Regions from separate parts of the Ovis canadensis genome. Here region 1 is linked to region 2. A link is a contact called in public Hi-C data. All regions are on one chromosome and are shown on one strand. Each heading gives the region's core, a stretch centred on a gene start, on an enhancer-like site or on the middle of the called end of the contact. The rest is flanking DNA. Distances are from core to core; before and after follow the strand shown.

The links. Hi-C and Micro-C count contacts between places; a contact is called where the count stands out from the background.
Region 1: a Hi-C map of fibroblasts shows a contact between it and region 2, with 13 times the contacts expected there. The contact joins the promoter of LOC138421732 here to the promoter of IRX1 in region 2. A contact is called at or near these places in 2 of 2 Hi-C or Micro-C datasets (fibroblasts and lung).

The regions. Positions count from the first base shown.
Region 1 is chr16:83,347,643-83,351,490 of ARS-UI_OviCan_v2, reverse strand. It overlaps LOC138421732 (collagen, type I, alpha 1a-like), which reads left to right and starts at 2,045. Exons shown (of 5, transcript XM_069556093.1): 1 at 2,045-2,149; 2 at 2,196-3,068; 3 at 3,247-3,370. The coding sequence starts at 2,045. It overlaps IRX2 (iroquois homeobox 2), which reads right to left and starts at 2,350. Exons shown (of 5, transcript XM_069556463.1): 1 at 1,798-2,350; 2 at 43-448. The coding sequence starts at 2,046.
Region 2 is chr16:82,629,579-82,633,148 of ARS-UI_OviCan_v2, reverse strand. IRX1 (iroquois homeobox 1) reads left to right here and starts at 1,911. Exons shown (of 4, transcript XM_069556377.1): 1 at 1,911-2,445. The coding sequence starts at 2,170. It overlaps LOC138421909 (a long non-coding RNA gene), which reads right to left and starts at 1,653. Exons shown (of 5, transcript XR_011249679.1): 1 at 1,268-1,653; 2 at 778-938; 3 at 247-365.

The DNA.
Region 1 (3,848 bases), core at 796-3,295, 720 kb before region 2:
GAAGGAGGCTCCGCGCCCCTGCGCCGCCTCGGCCGCGCTCACCTTCGTCCTCCGCCGACGTCTCGGTGCCCTCGTGCGCCTTGTCCGCACTCTCCTCCTTGCCCCTCGCCGCGTCGCCCTCGTCCTCGTCCTCGTCCTCACTTTTGTTCCTGGGGGCCCACGTCATCTTGTTCTCCTTCTTGAGGCGCCGGCGCGCGTTGGCGAACCAGGTGGAGACCTGCGTGAGGGTCATCTTGGTGATGATGGCCAGCATGATCTTCTCGCCCTTGGTGGGGTAGGGGTTCTTGCGGTGCTCGTTGAGCCAGGCCTTGAGCGTGGCCGTGGCGTCCCGCGTGGCGTTCTTGCGGTAGGCCGGGTCGTTGAGCTGGTACGGGTAGGCCGCGCTGCCGTAAGGGTGGTAGCTGATGGCGCCCGTCATCCCGGTCGTGTGTGCGTCGTAGGGCGCGCCCTGCAACCGACAAGAGCCCGGTGAGCGGTCGTCCGAGGGCCCGACAGGCGTCAGCGCCCCGGCGACCCCTCCACCCGCCCGCGGCCGCCTTTCCCACGGTGCCTCCCCGCGCTGGGACTGCGCCTTCCTGCAGCAACAGATCCGGAGGACGCAAAGGGTCGTTTAACGCCAGCTGTAGATCTCGGAAAGCGCTGCGGTTTTATTCCCAAACTTCCCAACGATTTCATTTTCCTAAAAATGGCACATCTGGCCCCGAATGCCCCTGAGCCGCCGGTACGTGCGTGCACAAACAGGCCCGCACACACGGGCCCGCAGGTAGCGTCTTGATATCTAAATTTCTCCTGGTGTGAAGAGTCGCCGCCTCCTCCTAGTCCCCTTCCCCTCCCTTTAATGGTTAAAAAAAACACCCCAGAGCCCCCGCTCCGCTATTCACCACTCTAAAGCTGGGCAAATCCAATTTGCAACTCGAAGCCAGTCACCGTTTCGAATTCTTCAAATACGCGGCAATTAGCATTTTAATTCAGCCCTTAACGTTTAAATTCGAGACTTCTACAGCCAGCGCCGAGGCCCCGGCTACCCCGTCTCTGCTCTGGAATTCCGCCGAGGGCGGGAGGTGGCCACCAGCTCCCCCCCCCCCCCCCCCCCACCGCGTCCGGGCCTCCAGCGTCTAAAACACGCTTTGCCAGCCCCCGGGCCTGGCCGGGCCGCGGAGCCGGAGGAGCGCGGGCCGGCCCGGGGGCTCGGGACGCAGGGGCTGCTCTCGGCGCCCGGGGACCGAGGCGGCACTTAGCCGGCCGAACGCTGGCCGACATGTTTTTCTAAAGCACGGGCCTGTGGGGCAGATGGAGGCGAAGATCTGAGCGGCCCGGCCGGGCCCCGGAGCCGCGGCCGAGGCTCCGCTGATGTCCCCAGCCCCGTGATCACAAGCCCCGCGAGAAAGTGCCCAGCGCCTGGCGATCGCCCCGGAGGCCCAGGGGCGCCGACCCTTGCTGCCCGCGCCGGAAGAAGCGAGCCCCGGCCCGCTCAAGACTCCTCGCCCAGCTTCGGCGCCTGAAAGAGGGCCACCCAGGCCAGAGCCCGTCCCCACCCCAGTGGGGTCGCACTTCTCGGGCTCGCGGGGAGATGACCTCCGCAGCCGAGGGGAAGGGCGCGCGGAGCCCCGCGCTCCGGCCGTCGCCGGCCGACCGCCCCGCCTCTCGTCCGCGCCGGCCGCGCCACGGCCCCAACTCCGCGACTTCGGAGCCGCCCCCCAACACTACGTTCCCCGCGACCCTCGGCTCGCCGATCACAGGCCAGGGTCTCTGCGCCCGGCATCTCGCGGCCCCGCCCGCCAGCCCGCGCTCGGTTACCATGTAGGACGGGAAGCCGGCGGCGGCGGCGGCGGCGTCGGCGGAGTACTGCAGCGGGCTGCCGAAGCCGGTGGCCGCTTGCGCGGTGAAGGCCGCGGAGCCGGGGTAGGGGCTGAACGCCGAGCCCGACGCCGACCGCGCCAGCTCCTCGCTGCGCGGCGCCGCCAGCGCCGACGCGCCGTACGCCGGACACGAATAGAGCGCCAGCGAGCCGGGCGCCTGGTACAGGTAGCCCTGCGGGTAGGACATGGTGGGCGCGGGGCGCGGGGGCCCGCGTCACGCCGAGCAGCGGGCAGGGCGCGCGGCGCCCTCCATCCACGCCCGGCCGGGGCGCGAGGCGGCGGCGGCGGCGGCGGGCGCGGGGACCGCCAGCCGAGGCAGGCCGGCCCGCGCACTAGCCCGGGCGGCCCCGCGGGCCAGGGGATTGGCGCGGCGGCGGCGGCGGCGGCGGCGGCGGCAGCTCGGAGCCGGTGGGCGCAGCCGCGCGCCAGGCCGGCGGTCGGGGTTTGGGGGAGTCTGGAGTCGGGAGTGAGGAGTTGAGGAAGGAGCGCTCGAGTTTCCGAGGGACATTGGAACGCGGAGCTGTCCGTCACGGGCTCATCTGCATATCCGGGCGCCCGCCCCCTCCCCTGCTCCGCCCGCTCCGCCCGCTCCCGCCGCCCGGCCGCTGCCGGGGAGGGGCGGGGACGCCGGGGGAGGGGCGGGCGCAGCGGCGGCGGGAGCGCGAGGCCGGGCGCGCAGGCTTTTGTGGCTCAGCCGCCTCTCGCGCAGCCCCAGCCCCCGGCCCGCAGCCCGGCCGCACCGGGCAGTGCGCGCTCCCCCTGCCCACTCGCGCGGACTCCCGGCGCCCGCCCCCGCGCCCCCCACCTTCCCGGCCGCCCCCCTCGCCCCCGCCCGCCGCTCTGCCCCCTCCCCCTGCCCCGCCCCCAGCTCGGCCCGCCAGGACCCGCGCAGAGGCCGCCCGCTGCCACTTGGGGTGGGGGGGGGATGAGCGGCCCGGGCCCCCCTCACCGGCCGCGCACTGCGCGCCGCACCCTCGTGCCCGGGTCGGAGCTACGGGTGATGCGGCGGGGGTGAGGCGCCGCGGCCCGGGTCCTCCGGCGGGCGGCGTGAGCGGCTCTCACGCCCGTCTCCCCCGGTCCGTTCTTGCCGCGCGGGCTGAGCCTCCGCGCGGGACCTCGCGGCTGGCCGCCGGCCCCGCGCCGCCCGGCGTGCCCTGCGGGGCCCGGATCCCGGGCGCTTCCGTCGCGAGCCGCCAGGAGGGCCCTGAGGTGAGCTCTCTGCCCCGGGGTGCGCAGTGGCCCGCGGGCCTGGGGGTCAGGACTCTCTGCTCTCGGACGCGGCTTAGCCCGCGCCTCCAGTGCTTTTCCAGGACGCCGCCGCCTCCCCCAAAGGGTTTTTTATTTTGTTTTAATAAGTTGACGCCTCTTTCGGATTTGTGTTGTAAAGCACTCGGGGGAAACGATCGTCACCGGACAGACCGCCTCTGGCAGGACGTGGAGCCTCGCTGTCACTCGGGAAGGGACGAGACAGTCACAGGCCGGGGGCGCGGGCGGCGCACGCGGCTGCCCAGGTAGCGCAGGTAACAGGGGACTCGAGGGCCGCCTCGCGGGGCCCAGCGGCGAGGCGCTCGGCAGGAGGCTCTGGGACCCAGCCCTACAGACACCCTTCTCCACGGGCCTCGTCCACCCTCCCCCACCGGGCCTTGGAGAAGGGTGTCTGGCGTTTGGTTTGAGGGAAGGGGTGCAGATGGGGCCACCGGTGGGCGCTCAGGAAGTGGGCGCACGGGGAGGGGGGCGGCGGTTGTGCGAGGCCCCGCCGTGGTGGTCAACACAACAGGTGCCTCTTCCTGCGGGGAGGGTGGGGAACGCGGTAGGCCGGAGCTCCAGGCCTCAGCCTCTCCGACCCACCCCCCAAACTCCTCCACCCCCTACCCACCTCCCCCTCACTCCCTACCGACCCCTCTACCCCATACCCTACTCCTCTACCCCCCACCCCGCTACCCCACCGCCTACCCATCGCCCTGGCCCACTTCCCAGCCCGGTTGGCTG
Region 2 (3,570 bases), core at 662-3,161:
GGGCTAGGAGGAAGCTTTGGTCACGGGCTTCCCAAAGCAGGAGCGCCCACCTGCCCGCTGCCCTCCCACCCCCAGAAGCTGTCACCGCAGGAAAGGAGTGCTAGCTGTTGCTGTGGGTAAGAGGGGCTGGTTAGTGGGGTGAGGTCGGGGCTGGAAATAAGGGGGTGGGGAGCATGACCCGGAAGGAAGTCTGACTCTGAACACAGAAAATGAAGCCTGGTTACACAGCTGGTAATTAGTAATCACCATCACAGGCGTTATTGTGGCTAGTTACAGGGGCTGGCTCTGTCCTCAGGCCTCCAGCTGGGGAACCCGAATCTCTCCGGATGCTTCCGAAGTCCCTGGGCCTGGAAGGTCCCTAGCAACTGGAAGAGGAAGGTAGAGGCTGGAGATGGGTGCCTGGGCGTCCAGGGTACAGACGCAGAGCATGCTGAGGATCTGACCTCAGTTCTGAGGTCTCTAACGGGCCTAAAGCGAGCTGGACACCAGGCGCCTGGATGCCACCCCGTCATGGCTTCCCGCGACGGAATGCAGCTGCAGAGAGTACTCGCCGGGCTCTGGCCGCAGCTTTGGAGAGGGAGCCCAGGCAGGTACCGGGGGGCGCGCCCCCCCCCCTCCCCAGCTTCCAGGGCCAAACCCCGAGGGCCGCGCAGGAGCGGCCTGCCCCAGCGCGGTCCAAGGCGAAGGCAGGGAGGCCAGGAGGACCAAGCATTCTGGGCGTCTGGGCCCCAGCCCCACCAGACCCCAGGCACCCCGGGTCCGCCCTCCCAAGCGCACGCGATGCCCTGCCGTGTCGCTCTCGGCTCTTCGGGCTGGCGGTCAGGCGGAGGAGAGAAGGGGCGAGGGCGGCAGGAGCCTGATGCCCAGTCTCCTGGCTCGTCGCGGCGCCGCCTCCGGCCGGCGCGCTGCGCACAAGCTGACTTCCAGCATCTGCTCGCCTAGTGCACAAACGAGGGGTGTCCAGGCCATGCGGGCCCCTCCTGTCGCCAGGGCGGGGGCGGCCTGTGTCTCTCCCGCCGCGGCGATGCTTTCTCCTCAAAGAAAAGGTTCCCTCCCCCCTCCCCTGCTCCCCCCCCGCTCCCCCCCCGCTCCCCCCCCGCTCCCCCCCCGCTCCCCCCCCGCTCCCCCCGCTCCCCCCCCCCCGCTCCCCCCGCTCCCCCCCCCCGCTCCCCCCGCTCCCCTTGCTCCCCTCGCTCCCAGCGCCCAAAGAACAGGCCTTTAGCTTCCTCCAAGCTTCCCAGCCGGTGGCCTTTCTCAAAGTTCACACCTCTGGAAAAGCTCGCGGTGCTCGGCGGCTGCCCGCATCTCAGAATGCAGAGAGCCAGCCCCTGCCGGAGGGATGCCCCGTTAATCCCTGGAGGGGGGGGGGGTGCTGCGCAGGGGAACACCCTACCCGCCTCGAGGTGCCACGCCCCGCCGGTTTAGGGGCACTTGTGCCAAAAGAGGTCGGGGGGTGTGACGCCCGAGGAGGAGCCCAGAGCTCGGAGGAGAGGGAGCTCCCTGCCGGCTGGCACCGCGCCTCCGCCCGCCCCTTCCCTGCCGGCCCAACGGTGGGAAAGCAGGCGCCGAGGTGGTATTTTGTGAGCAAGCAAGACGCGCCAGGGCTGCGAAACTGCAGACCCCGGTGTCCGCCAGCTGTAAACCCGCGTCGACAGGTTGTCAGACGGCCGGGCGCGCCGGCCGGGACGCGGCCTGCGGGCCCGCCCCGGCCGCCCGGGCGCTCGGCGGGCGGAGGTGGGCGGGCGGAGGTGGCCCGGCCGGCGCGGGGCACCACGTGCTCGGCGGGAGGGGCGGGAGCGGCGGGCGAGGGCGGGCGGCGGGGAGGGGGCGGGCGGCGGGGAGGGGGCGGGCGGGGAGCCGGGGGCGGGGCCAGCGCTCAAGGGGATGCCAATCAAAGCATCAACTTCAAATTGTGTCTGAAAGCCGCGCCGCCGAGCGGAGGGCGGCCGCCGCAGTCGGCGCGCGATCGCGGAGCCGGGCGCAGCCGGGAGCCGGGCCCCAGCGAGCATCGGGCCGAGGAGCGGCCACCGGCCCCAGCCTCCGGGCCGGCCCGAGCGCGCCCGGCCGGCGGCCCGCTGCCCCAACCCCGACCCCGGCCTTCCGCAGCCTGCGCCTGCCCTCCCCCGCCTCTGATACTTGCCCGCCGCTGCCGCCGCCGACTCCGCGGACATGTCCTTTCCGCAGCTGGGCTACCCGCAGTACCTGAGCGCCGCGGGGCCCGGCGCCTACGGCGGCGAGCGCCCGGGGGTGCTGGCTGCGGCCGCCGCCGCCGCGGCCGCCGCCTCGTCGGGCCGGCCGGGGGCGGCGGAGTTGGGCGCGGGAGCGGGGGCGGCCGCGGTCACCTCGGTGCTGGGCATGTACGCGGCGGCCGGCCCCTACGCGGGCGCGCCCAACTACAGCGCCTTCCTGCCCTACGCCGCCGATCTCAGCCTCTTCTCGCAGATGGTGAGTGCTCCCGGTCCACTCTCACGCGCTGCCCTCCGGCGGCGCGATCCGGGCGCCCGGGCCGAGGGGGCGGGGGCCCGGGCGGGGAGAGCGAGCGGCCCTGTCCGGCTGGGCGGCGGCGGCGGGGAGCGCAGAGAGGCAGGCCCGGTAACGTCCCGGCCGGTGGGCCTGGGGAAGCGGGGAGATGGGAGGCCTGGGCCGCGCGGGGGGGGGGGGGGGTCCCGGTGGGAGTCGGGAGGCCCACGGAGCAGGCCCGGGGCCAGCGGACCGCGCTGAAGGTCGGGACAAACTCGTTCCCGACGCCCCCGATTCGGTGGCGGCGGCGGGGCAGGCGGGCCCCGTTTACCCGGCCGCCCCTTCCCGGGCCGCAGGCCCCGCTGAGCGACCCTTTCAGCTTTGGGGCCGGGCCCGGTGACTCGATTTTCTCCCTCTCGGTCAGAACTCGAGCGGTTGTATCCCGTGCACCCGAGGGAACCTTTTAAAGAAATAGAGGCGGTCAGGATAAGCCTGACAATGGAGATCGGACGGGCCGAGGGGGTCTCCAAGGCCTGAGTGCAAATTTGAAATTTAAAAACAAAAAAGGCGAAATAATTGTTGGCGTCTGAAACGGTGTTTGCTTTGACTTCCGTAAGTTGTCAAAGTTCTTGTTTCATTTACACCGAAAAGAAAAGCACTTTTCCCCTTGCGTTATGTAATGGAGGGTTAAAAAGAACCGTGTCCCTGGGCTTAAAGTAAATGCTGTCCTCTCAGCCTCCTGTCCCAGTGGGTGTCAGACACGGGGGTGGGGTGGGGAGTGTGCTGCAGAGTGAACGCTCCGCAGGGCCGTTGGTCTAAGGGATTCGTTTCTCTAAGGTCTGCCTGCGAAGTCTAGTTTAAAACTTCGGACTGCTGGGGACTGCACGCCAGGGTGCAGGGGACGAGGAGGCAGCCCCCTCCTGCTCTGCTGCCCGCGGGGTCATGCCATTTGCAAGCAACCCCTCCCCCCGCGCAGGTCTCCCCACTCCACGAAGAAGAGACAGAAAATAAACACCCGGCAACTGTACAGGAGCAAGACGGCCGGCGTATTTTGCTGGAACTTTTCTTGTAGTTTTGAAAAGAAAGCCTATTTCTCTGAAAGCGACCCCA